Linked DNA regions of Ovis aries: region 1 is linked to region 2. Evidence: chromatin contacts called from public Hi-C data. All regions are on one chromosome and are shown on one strand. Each heading gives the region's core, a stretch centred on a gene start, on an enhancer-like site or on the middle of the called end of the contact. The rest is flanking DNA. Distances are from core to core; before and after follow the strand shown.

Region 1 (7,321 bases), core at 2,876-5,375, 560 kb before region 2:
CTTGGAAGAAAAGTTATGACAAACCTAGACAGCATATTAAAAAGCAGAGATGTTACTTTGCTGACAAAGGTCTGTCTAGTCAAAGCTATTTTTTTTTTCCAGCAGTCATGTATGGATGTGAAAGCTGGACCATAAAGAAAGCCGAGTGCTGAAGAACTGATGCTTTTGAACTGTGGTGTTGGAGAAGACTCTTGAGAGTCCCTTGGACTTCAAGCAGATCCAACCAGTCCATCGTAAAGGAAATCAGTCCTGAATATTCCTTGGAAGGACTGAGGCTGAAGCTGAAACTCCAACACTTTGGCCACCTGATGCAAAGAACTGACTCACTGGAAAAGACTCTGATGCTGGGAAAGATTGAAGGTGGGAGGAGAAGGGAATGACAGAGGATAAGATGGCTGGATGGCATCACCAACTCAATGGACATGAGTTTGAGTAAGCTCCAGGAGCTGGTGATGGACAAGGAAGCCTGGGTACTGCAGTCCATGGGGTCGTGAAGAGTCGGACACGACTGAGTGACTGAGCTGAACTCAACCTGAACTCTCAAATGTCTTATCTTGCCCTTAGGTTCTCATCAGGACACTGGCTTACCATGAGGCTAAGGAGTGTCATGTATAGCCTGAGGACTCAAACTCAGGTCTTGACCACAGTACGTGGCCTCCCTCTTCTTCAGGATGCCACAGACATGGCACCTGGGATGAATTTCTAGGATTGGGCCAGCAGGAAGGATGAGCTGAATGAGGCTGTACTGACTGCCTTCAAGGGTACAGTCAGGAACCAGAGGCCACTTGGATTTACTTCCTGTAGCTTAAGGTTGCTGATCCCGAAGGGAATGTAGACTACTGAGTGAGGGGGAGGCTTGAAAGATCAGAGAACAGTTCCAGAGACAAAAGACTCCCAGGCACAGGAAAAGGTGACAACCACTCTGAGGCAGAAGTGCAGAATTCAGGACCCCCGCGCTGCTGAAGGGCTTCAGGAGATCAGGTGGCTGAGGGGCCCCTGGTGGCAGGCCGGCGTCCTGCCCCTAACCTACACCTCCGTGGGAGGCAGGAGAAAGCAGTGCAATAACAAGATCTGGGATCAGACAACCAGACTTGCATTCAAGCTCCATCACATGGTGGGGAGTTACCAACCCTCTCTGCACTCTGGTTTCCTCCTCTGTGAATGGAGATAAAGTAGTACTTAAATCACAGGGCTGATGTGAGGATTACATGGGACATCTACTGAAAGAGACCAGAATAATACCTGGTCCACATATGCAGCAATAAATGTTAGCTCTCGACTCATGCTGAATGGAAAAGAAGAAGAATTATCTCTATGGGAGGGAAGGAATGGTAGTTTCAGGTTAGCAGAGGCAAGCTATTATACATAGGATGGATGAACAACAAGGTCCTAGTATATGGCACAGGGAACTACATTCAATATCCTATGACAAACCATAATGGAAAAGAATACGAAAAAGCATATGCATATAACTGAGTCACCTTGCTGTACAAAAGAAGCTAACACAACACTGTAAATCAATTAGACTTCAAAAAAAAAAAAATCAGCTCTATACGAATGTCAAAGTGAAAGCCACTCAATGTTGTCCGACTCTTTGCGACCCCATGGACTATACAGTCCGTGGCATTCTCCAGGCCAGAATACTGGAGTGGGTAGCCTTTCCCTTCTGCAGGTGATGTTCCCAACACAGGGATCGAATGCATTGCAGGAAGATTCTTTACCAGCTGAGCCACCAGGGAAGGTTGGTGGTTTGAGCATACCCAGGGACGACTGCCCCTGTGATCTACACAAATGGCTAAGATATAAAATACTGACACACAATCACACAGCCGCACAGACACACATATATTACACGTGTAAAGCTATTATTTTTTGTTAAGAATTCCTTTAAAAATCAATGCAAATGTCCCTGAATGGTGGCCTTTCTCTTTGCCTGTCTGGCCTTTGCTACTCAAAGTCGGTATCAGTCTTGGTCATTCCAGGTTGCTGACAACACAGGGCGGGCTGACTCACCAGTTTGCGGATTTCACATTCTAAGTTCTGAATACAGTCCAGCTTCCTCTTGCGGCAGCGCTGGGCAGCGATGCGGTTTTTGCTGCGCCGGCGGACGTCGTGAATGAACTCTAACTGCTCTGACGTCAGCTTGTGCATCTTGATCATCATCTGGAAGTCATTCCTTGGAAGGTCTGTGATTTGATCGACAGGAAATGGAAGTTTGACCTGCAACCAAGAATAACAGAACATGATTACGGCAGCTGGATTTTATAGTTTTCATTCTGGCGAGTGGAACATCAAAAAATGGTAAAATCTCCTTTTTAATGATGACCAAGTACTATGAAAACGACTGAAGCAAGCAGTGATGATTCTTTCCTGTTTCAAATACAAATAAGATGAAATATTCAGACAGTCAAACAGAATGTGAACACACACATATTATGATGTGGTTATCATTCCTGAGATCTTAGAAGCAAACAGCATGGAAACAATGGAAAATGTATACACTGTCACGACCACAGCACTTTTGTAAGCAGGGCTCTACAATTAGTTGAAACCCACTCCCACTGAGCCTCAACTCAGTGAAGTAACAATTTATAGACAGACATCATCTGAGGAATCATCTAAAACCCTTGAATTAAGAGAGCCCTGTACACCTTGGAGATGCTGGAAAGATGAAACAGTCAGTGTGATTTGCAGTTACAGCAACATAAGGGAGACAGACATAGGGAGAGAAACTGGCGAGGCTACATCATTGTGACCTAGGAGTTAGAACTGGCTTTTAGTCCTTCCTGCCAGACAGGAGACCTCAGGCTGGTCACCATACTTTTCTGAGTCTCAGTTTCCTCATCTGCAAAATGGGGCATGTTTTTTAGCTGCACAGTGCTATTATATACCCATGAGGCACTATGGATTTTTGGAAAATAAAATGGCCCACGCTCTCACATTTTCTTTTACAATGTGATGCTGACCTTCCCCTGTCAAAAGGTGGAATGCATGTTCTTGCCTTTTGACCAATACAATGAAGCGGGAGTAATCCATGTAACTTCTGACGTGACATCATAAAAGCTGTACAGTATCTTCTTAGGCCTCTTAGACCAGGGCCAACCTCCAGGCTGTGGACCAGTACCTCCTGACAGTTCAGCGACAGCATTTGATTAGAAATAAAAGGCTCTCTTTAGGACACCTTGTGGAGAAGCCCAGGTAGAGAGGAACTGAGGTCTCCAGCCAACAGCCAGAATCACCTCATCAGTCCCATGAATGAGCCACCTTGGATGAGGATCCTCCAGCCCAGGCAAACCTCCAGGGGTTGCCTCCTGCCAACATCCGACTTAAACCCCATGAGATACTCTGAGCCAAGCATGCTCAGTTCAGCCACTTCTGAATTCCAGACCCACAGAAACAATGAGAGATGTTAAACGATTGTTTGAAGCTTCATTGTTTGAAGCTACAAAGTTTTGGGGTGATTCGTTGCATGGGTATGTGCCAAGTCTCTTCAGCTGTGTCCGACTCTTCGACCCTATGGACCACAGACCACCAGGCTTCTCTGTCCGTGGGATTCTCCTGGCAAGGACACTGGAGAGGGTCGCCATGCCCTCCTCCAGGGGTTCTTCCCCACCCAGGGCTCGAACCTACATCTCTTACATCTCCTGCATTCGCAGGCAGGTTCTTTACCACTAGTGTCACCTGGGAAGCCCTGGGAGGATTTGTTACACAGCAACAAATAATTAATGCAGACACTGTTTTCAGCAAGAGTCTCACTTTCAAATTCTTGCAAATCAAGGAAAAGGTGAACATCCTCCAAAGAAAGAACACTAGTCATTTTAGAGATGCTTTAGAGTCCTAATGCTTCTTTAGCATTTAGCAGAGAACCCATGTTCTCTCAAGCTTCCTCAGCATCCACAAGATAGAGAACACAGACCGGCACCTTCCAGCAGTCTGCCACTACCCCCTTCAGGACTCTCTATGAGGCAGAGACTTCAGGAGTCAGCTCTGGGCCTGTCCAGAAGCTTCTGGAAGTAGAAGGTTGAGTGTTGCTTGGCCAAGACAGTGTTTCCCAGCTCAGGGGCTGAGCTCCTGCTTAACCTGAGCATCTGCTTTGGATACACCAGCAGATGGCGCTATAAACCTAAACTTCGTTCAGGCACTAGCCCAGCGCTGTCCAATGCAAACAACGCGAGCTGCCAGTGGGATTCTTACGCCTTCTAGTAGGAAGTGAAAAGAAACAGGTGACACTAATTTTAATAATATATTGAATAGGACCCAATGTAGCTAAAATATTATCAACAGTAATCAGCATAAAAGTAATGAGATATTTCACTTTTGGGGGGGATACCGCATTTTAAAAACCCAAGGTGCATTTTATACTTGGGTGTGCCTCACCATTCAGACTAGCCTCATTCCCAGGGCTCAGTAGCCATATCCGGCGTGTGCCTCCTGTACTGGACAGCATAGCTTTAGCAGACGGAACAAGTCGACTAGAGTGAACTTGGATAACCAGAGGAACAGACAGGCCACTCTGGGTTTAATTGATCAAAATCCTTTTGGTGAAGAAATGGCCCTACAGAACCTACAGGGTTATGTCTGGGCCGTTCAGGGGAGTGAGAGGAAGATCTTTAATCCTGAGCTCAGGCTTTTGCTTTGGTTGCATCAGAGGTAGGCAGACCCTGAGTGAGTCTGGACTCTGGCATTTGTGGTTACTTAATCCCTTGGCACAAAGGCAATCCTACTAAATGATCATTTGCCTTCCTGCGGCTGGGTGTGACAGCTCAGTCAGGTTACTTCATAGCTCTGAGCCTGTGAGACGTGGCATTTGCTGAAGGCTCCCGATGGGTGCTCTGATTGAACCTCCAAAGGGCAACCTCTGTCCCATGACACCTGTCCAGTGCTGGCTCAGGAGGGCAGAAATCCCCACAGTCCACATAACAGCACAGTCGGCTCAGCCCTGCTCCAACCGCTAATGACGGGCGGTCAGCACAAACAGCTCCTTGTTATGGGCCCGGCAAAGGGCTTTGTCCACGGGCTGTGTTTGCACAGGGCTTATAATGATACGAAAGAATGTTTGATTTCCCTTTTATATGCCTTGGATAACAAACAGACTCAGATCCTGGACAGTACTTACACAGCACAGAGGTCTGTCTGTTGGGCACATGGATGTCCCCACACCAGGCAGCAGGCATGTTTTCACAACAGGGGTGACGATGCTTTGGGCCTCACGGCATCTCCCCCTCTGCTGACAACAAAGCAATTCTGCTGATGCTCTACACAGTGTTTGCTTATTTTCAGACAGAATATATACCTATGGCTCAGGCCACAGGGAAAGTCACAAGGCCTTCTATACCAAGGGCTACTGTATTTAACATTCTCTAGACAGCCTATATATATATATATATATATATATATATATATATATACCCACTATGGTAACAGCACCGAGGTTGACAGGAAAGAGGAAAAATCAACAAAATCAAAGTCCTTGAAGCAGAAGGCCATGTAATTTTTCAGCAGAGCTGTTGCAACTCAAGCTGCTCTGCAGAGGTTGGAGGAAAATTGTCCACTATAGACTTTCTTCCATGTGAAAAAAATCCTCCCAGCCCCAACTACTCTGGTCTCTTTCTAAAGTGTGCTGCGACCCCTCGAGCAAGGGAGGGCTTCCCCTAACTACCAAAGGGAAGCCCCTGACGTTGTTCTTGGAAAGGTGTGGCAGAAACCTTACCACAGCTATTTGCTAATTTTAGGGTAGGAAGTTCCAAACTGACAGGCATCTTCCCTGGAGATAAATGTCAGCCACAGACCCACTGAGGGGCTGGGAAAACGTTCCTTTCCCAGGCTGGCAGGCACCCACCTATTCCTCAAATGGGCTCAAAAGTCAGCTAAAGTGACTTGGCCTTGGACACTGAGAAGCCTGAGGCCCTCCTGCCTTTCTTCCAGCAAACTTTTCTAACCCAAATAGACCCAATAGGGCTTCACATCTTATTTACTGTCCCTCCACCCACTGATTCCTCCAGAATTTCAGTTCTCGGAGGTGACAGTTTTCATTCCCCAGACCCTCACAAATAGTGAGGTGACGGGACGCAAAGTCCAGCGAACCAGCAGCATCACCTGTTAAGCGGCCAGCCTGCAGCTACATTCAGTGATCCGTCATGCATGAGGTTCAGCATAGAGGCACAGAAAGCTGACCAGGTTGTTTAGAAGGGTGAGGGCCCAAGGGGTCCAGGGAGCCCATGGTCTCTTTAGACAGGTGGTGCCCCAGCTTGGCTTCTCAGTGGAGACTCACTCTGAGTGTCAGGGGCATCTTGGCTTGTCTCATTCTCTAAGGACCATGGTGGAGGATGTTTTCACCCGGGACTCTGGGCTGGGTCAATATTAATCAGAGGAGGGGATTTCACTCCTGGGGGCTCCAGCTCTGGAGCCGATGGTGAAATGAGTGGCCTCTGCAGTGCAGGTAACCTCTGGCCCCAAGGGCTGACAAAAAGTGGGAAAAGGCTGTGACATTTGGACAGTGAATGAAGCTTAAATATTCCTCCTCAGGGGCCCCACCATGGGATGCTGCCAGCTAGACCCCAGGGGCTGGCACTTCTTTCTCACCAGACAGAAATCAGCTGTTCCCTTTCTCTCTCCTGCCAACACCTACCCTGGTTCTACCGCCCAAACAACATCCCCTCTCTTCCAGTGAAACAAAAATATCATTTAAGAATTGTATGAGAAATATAACTTCTAGCAGCAAATTCAATTATGAGATCAAAGAAGAGAAAAGAATTCCCACTCCCAAACACCAGCTCTCCTGGGCTTCCCTGTGACCTTTGCCACCCGGCGCGCTTGTTACAGGCTGGTGATCAGCCGGTACTCTGGCTACCTCACCTCGCCATGCCTCTCAATACACATCTCACTTGCCTGATGTCTTTGGTGTGCTGGATGGGAGCTACTGGAGAGGCAGGACAGAGATGCAAATGTTGCAGAAAAAGGCGAAAAGAAGCACCTCTTTCGTCTAGAGATCCCAACTAGAAGCACCAGCCCCTGGGGTCAAGCTTCAATCCTATCTCCTTTCTTGGTTTCACTATTAGATGCTGAGCAGAAGCTGCAGGAATTGGATCCTGGGAGAAGGCAATGGCACCCGACTCCAGTACTCTTGTCTGGAAACTCCCATGGATGGAGGAGCCTGGTGGGCTGCAGTCCTTGGGGTCGCTAAGAGTCAGAATCGGACACGACTGAGGGACCTCACTTTCACTTTTCACTTTCAGGCATTGGAGAAGGAAATGGCAATCCACTCCAGTGTTCTTGCCTGGAGAATCCCAGGGACGGGGGAGCCTGGTGGGCTGCCGTCTAT
Region 2 (6,953 bases), core at 3,446-5,945:
TACGATGGGTCAATGAATCCGCGAGGTGAGGGGTGAGGCAAAGAGACTTTAAGTGGGGAGCCTGCTGACCAAGAAGATGGTAGGTTAGCACCTCAAAATAATCATCTTATTGGGGCCTGGTTGCCAGGTTCTTTTATAGATCAGAGATGGGGGAAGGTGAGGGAACAAAGTAAAAAGACCATTAATCTAGAAAGCATCTCCTAAAATGGCAAGCCTCAGGCGGGGGATGTGTCGGTTTCTCCCTTCCTGCTATCTACAGGTGGACAGGGTCCTGAACAAAGGCACGTTTAACAGTCAGACAGAGGGGCAGGATTCTCTGAGGCAGGCCATACTGTGTGCTTATGATAACAAAAACAACGAAAAGCAAGTCAAAGAAATAGTTCCAATATGGAGTCAGAATTGGCGTCTTCTCTGCAACAGTGTCAGCAGGGCTGTGGTCTTTCTTGAGGATCCAGGGGAGAATCTGTTTCCCACCTTTTCCAGCTTCTCAAGGCCGCTTATATTCCTTGGCTTGTGGGCCTGCATCACTGTGACCTCTCATAAGAACCTCAGTGAGTCCATTGGGCCCACCTGGATAATCCAAGATCCTCTCTCCATCTCAGGATCCTTGACTTTGTCATGTCTGAAAATCCCTTTTTCCATGTTATGTCCATAACAACATACTCAAGGTTCCAGGGATTAGTATGCTGGCACTTTGGTGAGCCATTATTCAACCTGCCACAAGATACAAAAGTAGGGACCCAACTTCCCAGTCCACTGTTGATCCAGTACTTAGAATACACACACATCATAGCAGATAACTGATTACTATGTATAAAGTGAATGCAAGAAATTATGCCTGCTTTTGGCAGCTCCACTCATCTGACACTTATTGAGCACCTACTATGAGCCAGAACTAAGGGGTGCACAGCTGTCCTGAAGCACACAGACAGCTGATGAGAAGACTCTAAGGAGCACAGGTGAGCCCTGGGTATCCAGAGCCCAGGGAGGCAGGGCACCCATTTGTACCCTTGCCCTTTCTTCCTGTAATTATTGACTGCTGCTGCTATCTTATCTAAGAATTCTTTGAACACATCCTCTTGGCAAGTGCATTCAGATTTATTTCTTTATTTCTAGTTTTACCCCCCTGGATATTCTTCTGATGTGTTAAGGAGTTTCTCCTGAGAATTATTAAAAGAATCAATGATTAAGGCTCTGCAGAACCTCCCTCTCTCCCTCCCCACGGAGCGCCCCACTCAGAGAAAGCACAGGTGACCTAAAGAAGGTCGCAGCACAGCTCAGATGCAGAGAAGAAGTGGATTTCCCAAGCCGGCCTGGGAACCTAAGCACTGTAGCTCACTGGTTTTATGTGTAAATATATTTCGAATTTCAAATGGGACTAATATACGTGTATGTGCCTGTGTGCTCACTCACAAAGTCACGTCTGACTCTTTCTGACCCCCTCCAGGCTCCCCTGTCCTTCGGATTTTCCGAGCAAGAATATAGGAGTGGGTTGCCATTTCCTCCTCCAGGGGACCTTCCCAGCCCAGGGATCGAACCCAGGTTCTCTGCCTTGGCAGGTTGGATTCTTTACCAGTGAGCCACCAGGGAAGCCCAAGATACACGTAACCTTTCGGAATACAGTCAGTTAGCAACTTATAGACTATTGGCTTCTGCACTAGTGTCCAGAGCCTGAATTAGCTGACTCAGTTCAGGACCACTTGGGAGAGCTACAGAACACCATGTAGTTTAAGACTCTTCTACACAGTCTTCTGGGGTTGAGAAGAAGGGGTTTTCTGGACTTTTCAGGAAGCACCTCTGTCTCCTCTCTACCCTAGACATGGTTTCTTTGCATTTCTCCCTGTCCCCCTTTCACTCTCTCTAGCAGTATGAAAGGAGGATGAGCAGCCAGCTTGGAGGAGGGGGTTGGCAGGAGGCTGCAGATGCAGAAGCCCAGAGGCTGCAGCAACAGTGAAGGACAGAGGTGGGAAGTACCGGCTGCTAGTAGGAGCCATCTTCAAAGGTCAGGCTGCCTGCTATTTGCAAATCCATTCTCTGCTATGCTCCCAGCTGCACCAGGCACTTGCAAAAATCTATACTCACCCATTTTGGAAAGGTTGAGGGGTCCTCCCAGAGTTGGAAGTGATACCTCTGTTATTCAAAGGGTATGAGTTACACCGTGAACACATTTGGTTCAAGTTTCGTCTTGAAACCTTCTTCTCTACACCGTCTCACGTCCCATTAGCTGATCGCGCTCCTGAGCATGAACGATTCTGTGCGGCTGCCCTTTGGGTGGTGGATGTTGGAAAAAATACAGCGTGCTAATCCCACACACCTGCTTTCAATTCTGCCCACATGGATTTGGAGTAGGAGGTCTGTTCACTCTGATTCTTTCTACACAGTTTTCAAAACCTGCATTTTTCCATGCTAACACATCTCTGCTTGTTGGCACCTGAGTTTACACACACACACACACACACACACACACACACACACACACACACACACACACCCACCCCTTGTGTTCCACACACTTTATTTTCTCAGAGAGTCAGCGAGTGTGACAGAGGCTGACCACTAGATGGCAGTATATGAAATACTCCTAACTTGCTCAGGGGAGGAAAAGTTTGAGGACCACCCAGAGATGGAGTTCTAGATTTTAATCTGCAACTTTTTTATAAAGAAGAAGAAAAGAGGAGTACTCTGTAGGTATGTCAAGTTTTTATTTTTCGAGGGAACATTATTAAGATATAAATCAACTTCCATGTCTTCCTAAGAGAAACATTTTAACCATAAACAGGAAGGGCAGAATCTCAAAATTAGGGGTTATCTTCTCTGTAATAAATGTTGATTAAAAAAAAAAAACTCACCACATTGTCCTTGAGTGCTCATTTTCATGCAAACCAGTGAAAGAGTCATCATGATCAAGACTTTAGGAAATAAACCTAGAGGAAAGCGTGCCATTTCTGAGTGAAGTCAGGATTTTGCCCTGTCTCATCTCCAGACAGACACGCCAGGGAGCTCGTGTGCTTGCACCGGTGCTGGCTTAAGCGCTGTCCAGCCATTTGCCTGATAGTCTAGACCGCCTCTGTCTTTGCCTGTACCAGGCCAATCTCACCTTAGGGGTGGGCCTGTCCAGCTGAACCTCAGCTAAGCCAGGCCTGTGCGGACTTCCTGCCCATCCCAGCTGGTGGGCATCTTGGCATCTTGCTCTACTCCGAAGGATCTGCACTAGAACATGGGGCCTCACCTGTGAGTCCGCTTGTGTGACAGATGTGAAGTGAGACCCTATACATAGTTCAAGGACATGATAAGCACTCACATCTGTTTATTGTTGGTTGTTTAGTCGCCAAGTTGTGTACGACTCTTTTGCAGCTCCATGGACTGCAGCCTGTCAGGCTCCTCTGTCCATGGGACTCTCCAGGCAAGAATACTAGAGTAGGTTGTCATTTCCTTCTCCAGGAGATCTTCCTGACCCAGGGATCAAACCCATATCTCCTGCTGCTGCTGCTGCTGCTGCTAAGTCACTTCAGTCGTGTCCGACTCTGTGACCCCATAGATGGCAGCCCACCAGGCTCCCCTGTCCCTGGGATTCTCCAGGCAAGAACATTGACCTCTGAGCTACCAGGGAAACCTGCTAACTACTCACAGATGGACACAAATGTTAGGTTTTTTCAATCAGAGACCTTCACTCAAATTCCATGGCTTGCGTAAATAATTTCTCAGTCTCTTCATTGGAAGATCGGGATCATGTTAACATTTGCCTCTGTTAGCCATTGTCAGAGTAAAGGAGGTAACCTATAGGAAGTGTATACACAGAACTTTCTGTGAGTTCAATGCTGCTGCTACTGCTAAGTCACTTCAGTCGTGTTCGATTCTGTGTGACACCATAGACGGCAGCCCCCCAGGCTCCCCCGTCCCTGGGATTCTCTAGGCAAGAACACTGGAGTGGGTTGCCATTTCCTTCTCCAATGCATGAAAGTGAAAAGTGAAAGTGAAGTCTCTCAGTCGTGTCCGACTCTTAGCGACCCCATGGACTGCAGCCTTCCAAGCTCCTCTGTCCATGGGATTTTCCAGGCAAGAGTACTGGAGTGGGGTGCCATTGCCTTCTCCCATATGCAGTAACTATTTTTTTTTTTTTTTAGATTTGATATGGACAATTTTTAAAGTCTTTACTGAATTTGTTACAATATTGCTTTTGTTTTATGGTTTGGTTTCTTGGACACCAGGCATGTGGGATCTTAGCTCCTCAACCAGGAATTGAACCTGAACTCCTTTCCTTGGAAGGCAAAGTCTTAACCACTGGAGCACCAGGGAACTCCCTATTAACTAACATTAATAGCATAATTAATTTTTGTGCAGGATGCTCCTTTCTAGAAGCAGGCAGGCTGGGTCACCCCCCCAAAGATACCTTTCTTTGCAATGAGAATATTTACTGTATTTTGGGAGAAATAAGCTCAGCACCTCCGAATCTCCAATTTCCTATTATTAATGGCACTTACTCTGTAACCAGTCGCAACGGAAAGCGACCAAGATGCTACATAGCCTGAGAATTGGTTTCGGGACACAGAGAAGGAGACCTGGAATTTTCCTTCTAGGATCCTAGGCAGCCCTGCTTACTCAGAAGGATGACAATTACTTGGCATTCAAAGGGCGGACAGCCCCGTTAAGCGTCTCCCTCATTCACTAATTCTACATAATTCAGTAGAAGATCCCACAGCAGGTATCTCTACGCAAATAGAGCAGCCTCTGGTGAGACTGGAGAGCACAGAGAAAACTCCAGATAAGCAGACACACTGAAACCGATACCACGACCCTAGAGCTGCGGAATGATTCACCCTAGACTGGCGTAGGAAACTTCGCTTGTCACCACCCTGGGTCGTCCATGATAAGAAGGCCCTGGAAGGCTGTGCTTGCACTGCCACCTCCTGGTTATCAAAAGCAAGACAGTCTGGGAAGGATTCGGGACCTCACAGTCAGACAGACCCACCTGTGTCATGATTACCGAGACCCAACATCGTCCTCACAGAAATTTTATAATATGAACATTTTATTCACAGATTTACAACCTAGTTACATAATGCAGTTTGATTTGATTTGATCACTCCCCTAAAGCAATGAAATGCTGTGAGATTCACGGTAGGGACAAAAACCCCTGCCTAGGAGTCTAAAGGCTCACTCGAGTCACTAGCTCACTGTTCCACTTCGGGGAAATGCCTAAAATCTCCCATTTTCTCTTAGAAAAATGGAAGCTAACAATATGCAGGGTTTAGGTGACTGAGGTTTGAGTATGAAGCTCCTTTATAAATTGTATGGTTTTCTTCCCTTTCTATTAATAGCATCTTGTTCCCTCTTCCCCAGGATTCTGCTTCTAGCCCTCAAAGCCCACGCTTGTTCATTCGTTCAGTCCTATCAGACTCTTTGTGACCCCATGGACTGCAGAACGCCAGACTTCCCTGTCCTTCACCATCTCCCGGAGTTAGCTCAAACTCACGTCAGTCGAATCAATGATGCCATCCAACCATCTTCAAGTGTTTAGTGCTCATAGGGGATATTTAGAAATATGCAAACATGTTTTAAAAATCTAAGCTTGTTTGTAAACTTTCCATAATAGCTTGTTGTCTTTAACTAGTAGTCCAGGACAGTGAATTCTCACTCATTCCCTGGATAGTCCTTGCCTGAAGGTCACAGGCTAGATTTCACACCTATCTTATGTTTTGTGTTTCTGCAGCCCAGGTTCCATCCCTGTTTGCTGAATGGATTTTAGTAAAGAAGTTTAGTCTGTTCAAACATCTTTAATATGAATAGAAGGTCATTCCCCAGCAGCGCTAAGACATGTTTCCGGGTAATGTGTTTCTCATAGTTGGGCAGAAGATCTTTACTGATAGGCAGCAGGAGGAAGGAGCAAGTGTACCATGAGCCTCTGCAGGCAAAGGGTTCTGCAGACTCGTCCCTGCTTACTTGTTAGTATTTTAGCAGATGCTCACACCACACCAGCTCTGTGTATAGGAACTATCTACATAGGAACGTTTAACTGGCTTCCTTGGCCCAAACTCCACTGGCAATAGATAAAGTCCCTTCTTACACAATCCTCCACCTTAAAAGCAAAGATTCATTCTGTATTTAATCTCTGGGAGCTTGTGGTTTTCCATGTGGCTGGATATAAGGGTCATTACTAGCTCCCATCTACTCCCCCGTCTTTCTCACCACTCTACTACCATACAAGCTAGAGATTGCCAGCTTTAGATTTTATTTTATACAGAGCTTTAATGCGGAGAAGGTGATGGCACCCCACTCCAGCACTCTTGCCTGGAAAATCCCATGGATGGAGGAGCCTGGTAGGCTGCAGTCCATGGGGTCGCTAAGAGTCGGACACGACTGAGTGACTTCACTTTCACTTTTCACTTTCATGCATCGCAGAAGGAAATGGCAACCCATTCCAGTGTCCTTGCCTGGAGAATCCCAGGGATGGGGGATCCTGGTGGGCTGCCGTCTGTGGGGTCGCACAGAGTCGGACACGACTGAATCGACTTGGCAGCAGTAGCATCAGAGCTTTAATGATGGAACAGAATGAAGAGATCATTGACCTTCTTTGCCCAGCACAGCAGCCACTGGCCACATGTGGCTATCTAAATTGAAACTAATTAAAATTAAATAATAAATTTAAAAAGATCATTTCTCACAGCCACTAGCCATATTTCAAGGGCTTAATGGCCGCTTTTCGAGCTTAGTCGCTCAGTCATGTCTGATTCTTGCAAGACCCTTGGGCTTTAGCCTGTCAGGCTTCTCTGTCCATGGGATTTTTCAGGCAAGAATACTGGAGTGGGTTGCCATTACCTCCTCCAGGGGATCTTCTTGACGGGATCAAACCCACATCTCCTGTGTCTGCTGCATTACCTAGAGGATTCTTTACCAGCTGAGGCATTGGGGAAGCCCTCCCAGGTGGTGCTACAAGTAAAGAAATTGCTTGCCAA

The links. Hi-C and Micro-C count contacts between places; a contact is called where the count stands out from the background.
Region 1: a Hi-C map of tail adipose tissue shows a contact between it and region 2, with 7 times the contacts expected there. The contact joins two enhancer-like sites. A contact is called at or near these places in 11 of 16 Hi-C or Micro-C datasets (blood, hypothalamus, liver and 5 more).

Annotation. Positions count from the first base shown.
Region 1 is chr8:47,689,570-47,696,890 of ARS-UI_Ramb_v3.0, reverse strand. BACH2 (BTB domain and CNC homolog 2) reads right to left here. Exons shown (of 7, transcript XM_060419566.1): 6 at 2,014-2,220. Among named protein-coding and RNA genes, the nearest start is that of GJA10, 39 kb to the left of the region's middle. Within about 2 kb of position 4,125, at least 21 of the 54 cell types and tissues checked have an H3K27ac peak or open chromatin away from gene starts, as enhancers often do.
Region 2 is chr8:47,131,138-47,138,090 of ARS-UI_Ramb_v3.0, reverse strand. No RefSeq gene overlaps it. Among named protein-coding and RNA genes, the nearest start is that of MAP3K7, 100 kb to the right of the region's middle. Within about 2 kb of position 4,695, at least 4 of the 54 cell types and tissues checked have an H3K27ac peak or open chromatin away from gene starts, as enhancers often do.